Linked DNA regions of Macaca mulatta: region 2 is linked to region 1. A link is a contact called in public Hi-C data. All regions are on one chromosome and are shown on one strand. The core of a region is the stretch at or near the end of the contact, and the rest is flanking DNA. Distances in the headings are between cores, read along the strand shown.

The links. Hi-C and Micro-C count contacts between places; a contact is called where the count stands out from the background.
Region 2: a Hi-C map of fetal cortex germinal zone shows a contact between it and region 1, with 5 times the contacts expected there. The contact joins two enhancer-like sites. A contact is called at or near these places in 2 of 14 Hi-C or Micro-C datasets (fetal cortex germinal zone and fetal cortical plate).

What each region holds. Positions count from the first base shown.
Region 1 is chr6:94,368,995-94,373,768 of T2T-MMU8v2.0, reverse strand. No RefSeq gene overlaps it. Among named protein-coding and RNA genes, the nearest start is that of TMEM161B, 320 kb to the left of the region's middle. Within about 2 kb of position 2,883, at least 13 of the 40 cell types and tissues checked have an H3K27ac peak or open chromatin away from gene starts, as enhancers often do. A contact at or near this core is called in fetal cortex germinal zone, where this site is marked.
Region 2 is chr6:94,817,088-94,821,861 of T2T-MMU8v2.0, reverse strand. All of the region lies in intron 1 of LOC106998839 (a long non-coding RNA gene), which reads right to left. Among named protein-coding and RNA genes, the nearest start is that of TMEM161B, 130 kb to the right of the region's middle. Within about 2 kb of position 1,866, at least 14 of the 40 cell types and tissues checked have an H3K27ac peak or open chromatin away from gene starts, as enhancers often do. A contact at or near this core is called in fetal cortex germinal zone, where this site is marked.

The DNA.
Region 1 (4,774 bases), core at 1,634-4,133:
AACTTCAGTCTAGAAGGATGAAGGCTCTACAAATGCATGACATCTTGATCCAAGTTCAAGAGTTGTAATGTAACATTTTTAGGGTTAGTATGGATAGATTCCCTAAGCCTCAGCACTCCTTAAGGGACTTTTTAAAAGACTCTATGTATAGCATATATACTTCTCCACAACATATCCCTTCCTCCATGATAGTTGCAGACGCTTTTGTGGGCTCCTTGTCCACCTTTGTATTTCTACTGGTTTTTGCATTGTACTATTCAGTGGGTAAATTCTTAGTAAATTTTTATTTAGTTGAACTGAATTACAATTTTCAGTTACATACAAAGCATGGTTTTGCGAAGTGGCCAGTATAGCTACAAATCTTGTTACTCCCAGAAGTGATGATAGACTTAAATTCTCAGCAGATTCATGAAACCTCTAGGTTAAATTCTGGTATACCTATAATTGATTTTTAAGGAATATGACATATCTGCATAAATAAATTACTTCTGGAGGTGTGAACTTGAAAGACAGTAGAACACCTATTTGTTTTGGTGTTTCATAGAATACCTCTAGGATATTCAACTGTGGATGATCCTTGGTTTGGTTTAATATGATATTATCCTTCCTTATGTTTTTACAAGTTGTACTAAATATGTGTGGAAACATCATCTATCAATTTCTTTGAAAAGTCCTGCTAGGTTGTAGTCATTATGAAATATTATCTTGATTCTTATTCTAGCTGCTATTATTTTTATTAACCTCAGTAGTTTGTTTGGTTCTTTGGTCAGATGAGGACTTGAGAAAGCTAATGTATTAACACACTTTTAACTCATTGTTAGCAGTGGGAACTTGGGATTTTGTCTTTGCTTCCTACCTAGTATCACACTGTTCCTCAACTAAACTCCTTGGCTATCCTCTCAAGGCCTTCTAACAATGCCCCACCTAGGCCGCTGACATAGAGGGATCCAAAGCAAGTCTCAAAGTACAGCTTGTGGATGGTTTCAGATTATGACATGTGATCATTGAAAACTCTTCTTATCTATCCTCACCTTTTTTTTCTTTTTCATTCCTCTCACCTTAAGTCCTATAGAGATGTAAGCACCACAGCTACTAATAAAATAATTTGACTTTCAGTAAGAGTTGGGAACCTCCATCTGGTGTAAACATGTAGAGGGATGCTCTTGGTGCTAGTTAGCAGAAAATGTGGGAAGCAGGGACAAATTCCTCTTCATAAACAACCTGCCCTGTGATGAGCTTCTCATTCATTATAAGTTATGGTAGTTACAAGTCCCTCAAATTTAGGTATAATCTAAGAATAGATGATTTTGGCTCCTTGTTAACCACAACTCTTCTGTTGAGAAGCAGCCACTGGTGCAAATGTGCATTGTGCAAATAATTCTTCCTACACCGAATTTAACGAGATAACACAATCCCAGTTGGAGTCTTTGCACAGAATAAAGGTATATATTGAATGAATGCATGAAAGATGACCAAAGCATAGTTTGATTATGTCTAGGTGAACTGGTAAATGGTAGATGATATCAGGGATATGTTTTCTCTTCACATCTAAAAGATGTTGGTAGATGTTGTGGGTAAAGGTAAGTGGAGAGTAGCAATTCTTCAAGGGTGAAAGCGAGAATTCCCCTTGCTTACATGTATCATCTTTTTATTTTCCTACTCAACAACTATGTTAGTTAAGACAGGGGAAGGTAAGTTTGGGATAGCTTCTGTAAACCTTATATAATCTGAAAGACCGTAGTTTAGGGTGTGGTGCTCTCCTAGTTGAAAAGATGTTTTGTAAAACTTAATCATTAATTTTTATTTTTATGTTATTTCTTTTATTCTTGTGTCTATAGGCTAGGCAGTGCACCATGCTTTTCTGTGGAACAGATATCACCTCTCCATAAACAGAATCCTTTGGCTATCCCTCTTTGGTTAGCTATTTGATGAAAAGATTACAGAATCAGGCTGTATCTGAGACCTATTTTGTAGCCTACATATATTTACATAAATTCTTTAAAAAGTAAATAAAAAGAACCAAATGAATAAAATGGTGAAGACATGTGAGATCTAAAGCAGCTACTTATTTGAAGGGTAGAAAAAGACAGTCTTGTATCATTACAATTAAACTGAGTACACCGGTTCATTTACTATTTTTGGTGAATTTTAATTGAGTTGTGTCTCATTTTTATAAATGTTGTCAATCTTCATTTTCTCTGTCTCCCATGCACCAGCTTAAACACACACACATGCAGATCCACATACGGGCATGTTTTGGGAGAGTGCTGACTATGGATATACCCTGACACGAACTTACACACAGTGACACATAATGCTATAAACACTAAAACATCCAACCTTGATAGAACACCCATAAGAACAACAACAAAAAAGCCTTCTTTTTAATGCATTTATTTTATGGACACAAAAGCTCAGCTAGTAATCAGTTTTGATAACTTTAGATGTCTGTTTCCCTGATGTAATGACTAGACTGAGGCAATAACAATACTTCATTATGCTATTCAAAGTGTATGGCAGGATTCAGTCAGAGCTAGACTCAAAACCTGGCCCACAGCTGAAAGCAGAGATGATGCATTAATCCACAGCAACACCCTCTCCCCCACTGCTCCCCTCAGCATTCAGCCACTAATAATGGATATCATTTTTCTTCATAAAACTAGTGGTACTTGAATCAAGCACATGACAGTCAAGGTTTGTTGTCTTTCAAGCAGGTGATTACAGGATTGAACTTCCCAAATGAGAAGCCAGTGGAATACAAATAGTTAAGAACACGTTTAAAGGGGGAAAAATTGTCCAGCCCCATCTGTCAAACTGTGTGTATGACATCATCAGATATTCTGCACTTGTTTGCAGCTATTCAGGACGGCCCGCCCCGCAGTCTATGCTTTGTGTTCCAGTTTCCTTTACAGGGCCAGCGGGCTGGAAAATTACCACATGCTGTCACAGTTAGCTCAGCCAGGTCTTGTTATCATTGTTTCCAAGGAATCCATTCATTCTGTTATTTTACATATTGGGCAGACGTCCTGCCACTGAGGCTTGGGCTGCAGTAACTTGAAGGGCCAAACGTTAATGGGCCTCTATTGTTGGTAGAATGGCAGTGCAATACGTGGGAAAAAATACCCAGACAGCTCCCTGACACTGGTTTAGGACCTCTAGACTTAGGGGGTAGCCTGTGAAGATCTTTTATGTAAACAAGCCTTCAATAAACAATGAATATCTCCTGTGTCAATATTCATAACCCATCAATAAAAAAAATTATAACTCTTCAACTAGAAAGAAGCCCAAATGTATTATGGATGATGGAGCTTTTCCTTAAAATAATCTATAGAATGTGGACAAGTCTCCTTCTACACACTGCTAATTTATAGAGGGGGAGGGCAACATTGTTGAGGCTTTGAGGAAAGAAAAGCATTTGATTTGGGGCTAGCTGTATTCTCATTGCAGTGGATAATACGGTGTGTAAGTTTTGTGACTTCCACCACTACAGACTGAAATAAAGACAAGGGCCTAGGTGACACATTACATCTTCACCATGCTGGCAATTTAAAGAAAGTTAATGAAAACATTAGAAAAGTTGTCTAGATAAAGCTTAACTTTAGGATGGGTTATGTTATCTTGATTAATTAGAGCATAAATAAGAATGAAATTTAAAAACTCTAGTGATATCGATATAGGAAAATCCATTCTTTATGGAAGATATATAGTGAAGCTACAGTTTTTGTTTTTCTTTTAATGGAATACTTTCTCTTTCTTGTTTCAAGATAAATCTGATCTTTTGATTATACAGTGTGTTGGAAAGGGATCACAAAGTGTTATGGATCTTCTAATTTTTATTACTGGCCCCAGAAACTCTTCCACGTGACTTTCTTCACCTTGGACAACAGGCGACTTGATAACTAGACCTGGCTGCTCAAAATGGAACAGCATATGGTAGTTAGTTAAATCCATTGGCACTTAAAAAAACTGTAATTCAAGTTCTTATCATTTTAAACATTCTCATGATTAGTTCAGCTGTTACTTCAGCTAATTTATTTTATTGATTCTGCACAGAGCTCCAAATGGCCCTGTGGAAGTTTACATTAGAATAGTTCTTATCTCAAATCATTTGAAGAATTAGAGCATGGGGTTGAGCCCTTGGAGTGGAGGACTGAAAGAGAAGGAGATGGGAATAGTCTGGTTCTGACAAACACAATCTGTACCACATTTAAGATAAAATATAATGTATTAAAAAGTTGCTCTATCCCAAAGTCAGTTTTGTCACTTTGCCTTTTTTAGAAAACATATTTTAATTTCAACTAAGATCATTTTTGTGTCTGGCAGCTAATTTTAAATGGTTCCCCTTTTCAGCTGACATTAAGAGCCAATTGAGATAAATTTATTTTTCTGTAAGGTAATATATGTCAGGATGAGATTTCCTAAGCCAAGCCCTTCAGGCAATCATAATCATTTTGTAAACTGTTGATAATGTCATCTTTAAGAAAAAAGATTTCTTCAGTGTATAAAATGTTGCATTAAGATAAATATTAAAATGTGGCAGTCCATTCGAATATAATATTTTAGATAATCTTACAGAATTTTGAAATTGTTTTTTTTTTTAAAGTAAGTAACATCCTTTACAATCTATTGTGTTTTTTTTTTTTTTTTTTTTTTTTTTAAAACATTTCTTTCTGCTCTCAACTTGATTCTTTTGCCAGGCTTCTGCAAGAAACAAGTTTTGATAAAGAAGTCTACTTTGACTTCAAAGTTATAATAGGTACATTACTTATGATAC
Region 2 (4,774 bases), core at 617-3,116, 450 kb before region 1:
CTCCCCCCAACCATTCTTGTTCCACAAATATGAAGCCCAAACTGTGCCATGTTGGAGAGGGTGTTAGATGGCTCAAGCCAAAGAAAACGTTATAATTTAGCAAAATCACATTGTTTAATTCCTTAAAAAAAAAAAAAAAAAAAAAAACCCTGTTACATCTTAGCTCCAAATAGAATTAATTTCAATCAAATTGTAATAATTTAAATTAAGAACATGGAAAAGATTTCAATGCAAATACAAACAACCTGAAAATATTCAGCACCTTAGATGAAAGCAAATAGGCCTTTTTGCTCCCTTATATTTATTAGCCTCTGTCAGAAAATTTAACAGAAATCAGAGACGTGAAAGTGTAATGATCGACATGGATCATAAATTCTAATGAGGAAAAAACCTAATGAAAAAAATGTTAAGCAAAAGCATTGAAAAAAGGCAAATTGTGTATTTTTTCTTTCTTGTGCTTAAAGCCATAATTTTTTTACTCTAAACACCTTACGAAAGTTGAAATTGTGATATTTATATATGAACAACTTCATAGTTTTGGCTCTTTATAAAAGAAACCAGCCATACTTACCCACAAATTTATAATAACTATCAATTAATATTTTTAAAATACTTTGGTTTAAAACACTGAGAAAATGGAAATCACTACTTACAAAACCGAATAAACCAAAAGGGACACGATTAAAATGAATAATACACAGATTATTGGCAAAAATATTTATAATCTAAAAACTTCCACAATGTTGAAATTAAAACTGTCAGATTCCTTTTTTTTTTAAAAAAGGAAAATTCAGACTTTAGGATTACCATATAATATAACCACAGATACATTTATTTTATTTTCTGTTTTAACATGTCACCTCTGGGCATTGCTTAGATATTAAAATTGGGCAGTAAACCTATATTTTAATCTTTTTTTAATTCCAAAAAAAAAAAATTTGGGGAAAGAAGCTGGGCTGTTTGTTTTGTCTTGTTTTATTAAGTGTAAATCTATGTTTGTACTTCTGATTTGGGAGGTTTAATAATCTTTTCCTTGATGCTGTAAATAGAAATTGGTCTCCCACCTCCCAGCAGTTTTGAGATTCTAGATTAGGAACCCAAGTGAGTGAAGAAATCTCCCAACCCCCATCAGGGACTACTCTAACTAAAGAAAAATCAAAGAAAATACTTCAGGCACTACATCCTGCCTTTATCCAACTTCAGGAGGCTGAGAGACAAACACACCAACCAAAACGGGGCACAAGCGAGAAATGGCTGTTCCAGAAAGAAGCAACACACAGTCTCAACTCGCACAAAGACAGAGCACCAATTACACAGAAAACCACAACCAAAGCAATCCAGAAACACTCAGATATGCTTTGGAGATGCCTTAAAATGCTCACGTGGAAAAGAAAGAGAAAATAAGTTTAAGAGATTGTATCCTTTTATTTTTAATTTTTAAAAATGTAATTAGTGACTTCATACTTTTCCTTTCTTTGTATAAAATTGCTATTCTGATGTGCACATGGGTGCTAGAAACAGTCATTAAAAAGATAATATTTGAGCATAGTGCCTGCCGGAAGCTGGGTATTTTGCTTGTGATTGTTTTTTTATTCGCTTTTATTTTACTTTTTTAGAATACATACATGGTATAAAGTGAAAGAAAGGCATACTGTAGGCCTCTGTGAGATGAGACAGCGTAGCAAAATCTGAGTTTTATACTTAGTTTTCAAACTATTGAATAATATCCTATGAGACCTCTTAGGTCTTAACTGGATTAAAATGAATATATTTGTGCTCCGGCTCTTTTCAGCTAACTAATGTACATGTGAATTGATAGTGTACGAGGGAGCAGGCGAGAGCAAGTGTATATGACACTGGGAGTGGATGCAGGGGCCAGGCCGAGTGTGACTGTGTGAAGGAGCGTGCAGGACGGTGTGGGCTGTCTGGACAGAGTGAGAGAAATGAAAATTAGCAGGCCTTGGGGTCTGGTGCGTTTTGTCCAGAACCACAAGAGAAGCTTAGTTGGGAGATGAGGGGGGAGGGGAAGGGTGTTGGTGAAGGGAGGGTGGAGAAGGAGGTGTGGCGTGTGTGTGTGTGTGTGTGTGTGTGTGTGTGACTCTGAGGTTTCAGTTATGGTTGAGCCTTGGGTTTTTGTTTTGGCGGTTCCCAGCATAAATAGGCTGGAGTTTCAGGTTCAGGGTGGAGTGCATGCCAGGGGATCGGATCGTCGTTCTGAGTTTCTCTTTCTGGCCCTTCTCTATGGTTGCTGCTCAGAACATTGCGGCTGTGAAGGATTGGGGGGAGAAGCAAGGGATGGGGGTCTGTCTGCAGCTGCCCCTCTCACAGTTGAATAAAAGAACTTTTTTTTTCAGGGGTAGGGAAGCTGTGAATACCTTTCCCAATAAGATGAGGCATATTGAAAACTATATTAAATTACCCTGATTAACAATTTAGCCACGAACAGGGGAGCTTTGGGAGATCTCTATAGGCAGGACTGGGGGCTATTCATGCCAGCAGCTAAGAGGTCGAAAGGTTTCTGAAGTTCACAGGCTCAGAGCCTTTGTTATGCTAACAGACAATCTCAAATCAGCTGCCTAGTGGAGTGTGAAATATAAATGATTCCTTGAGAACTTCCAATAAGTTGTCACTCTTGCTCTCCAAATACCAGGACAGGCTGCTAATTTCTAGCGGGCCCTTTTGCAACATTGCTAGCCCTAAATGAATGCCTTTGTAGTTCAAATAATCTTTTCAAGGGAGCTGTCCTATCATCATAGCCCAAATGCATCTTGGTTTTGACTATTAAATGAAAATCAGGGCTCAACTGTGCTTGACTTTTCCAAGCGCCCGATGTTTGGGAAGGATGGTGGCAGCTCTCATGCACAACAAGTTAGCACCCACTGCAGGAGGCCAGGGCATTAATAACAGCCCACAGCCCCCAGCTACCCCAACTCTCACCCCCACTCCCTACTGGGAACAAAGCTCCAGGAGAGATTTACGTGGCTTCCCTTGGGCTGGACTACCTTCCTCTTTCAACCACACCAACATTTCTTTAATTTATGGACCCTCTATCCAAGAGGATAGCCAGCTGACCTGCTAGCATCTGACTGGTCACTTCGAAGCATCAACTTTGGGGATGGATGTATTCATTCTTCAGGGCAGATGAGAGGTCAAGGGGAAGAGGGTAAGGTGTGCGTCCAGGCCATGCCCCTAGTATCAGATGCCTGTGGATATTATTTTATCATTTTCCCATGAGAAGGATGTGAACATGGCTTATGATCTTGAGGGTGACCTTTGAGCAGGTCCCGATGGATAGAAAACCAGTCTTGGCTCGGAGTTAAAATTGCAAAGCTTTTAAAATAAGGAAAAGCACCCCCATTCTAAATCTCAAACAAGCTGAGAGGAGTGAGAATGAGAATCTATCAGGGACAGTGTGCTCAAACATTCTTATAGAAAGGACAATGCAATTTATACAAATAAAGAAAACACATAGACAAGAGGACAGAAACGAAAGGAAACTAGAAATCCATCTGCATCAGCCTTCACAAAGGAAAGGATAAAACCTTACAGCAATAACTTGGGTCCTGAAAATTTTGATATTTTTGACTCCATGACCTCCACTTCCTTGCTGAAATATAAAAAGGTCCATGATATCACAGAAGCCTCAGCTTTTTCCAAACAGAGCAGGTTTGATTTTTGAGGCAAGGAATGGGAAAAAATCAAATGGACTACATTTCTTAGTATATAATTAGGGTAAGTTTACATTCACATAAACAGTATTTTAAAATACATCATTAAGTAACTTTATGAAGCTGGATGATACAGCCATACAGAAAAACCGAGGGCCTTGGTTTCTCGTCATCTTATTGTTCTTCTAATTACAATGATTTAAAATGATTACATCAAAAATATTCTGGGGAAGTTAGTTTCTACTGGTTTAGAAACTGATTTAAGTAAACACTTCTTTGTACTCTAGGTCTACTAAAACTTCTGACTATATATTAAAACATGAATTAGATATAAATAAGAATGGTGGCATAATTTCATCAGTTTTGAAATCGTCTAGCTTACCTTTTAAAATCTTTTTTAAAAAGCCAGGGTAGACAGTACAATTGTGAAGGACTCTGGGATTCAACTCAGAGAATTTGGTTCTTAGACTAGGAGCCAGTGTTTAAGAATCAGGTCATCTTTGTCTTTCAAATTCTTATTTGTTTCACTCAGTAAAACAATCTGCAAATAATATTGCCTAGGAAAATTAGTTCAGATTACTGACATTACAGGAGTAAAAGTTTATGGTTTCTTCTGCCAAATGTCAAAATTAAACAATAATGTATTATTGATCCACTCACACCCTTCTCAGGGAGACTTAGCATCCTTGTTATCCTTATTTTACACACAGTAAAGTGACTGGCTTTGGATGCACTTCTAATTATGCAAAACAGAAGGCAACATTGATAGCTAAAAGTTCAGCACATGAGAGACAATGTGCCTAAATTTAACTTTTCATCTCTTTTCCATCTTTTAAAATTTAATTAATATTAAATGGTAGAGTATCTACACATTATTGACACATTCTGGACATTCAAAGGAGAAATACTTTCCCTGTGCTTTCCAAATACTTATTTTACCACTTCGAAGTGTCCTCTCTCTTTCCGTCTTTAACACATCAAAACAGGGAAGAAAGCGCTTTTGTGTTATAACTACAGAGAAAACATTTGAGAATGTGTCAATGCACTGAATACCAGCACCAGTTTGGGGGTTGGTTTGTTTTTTTCCCCCTGCCGTGGTATTTCTT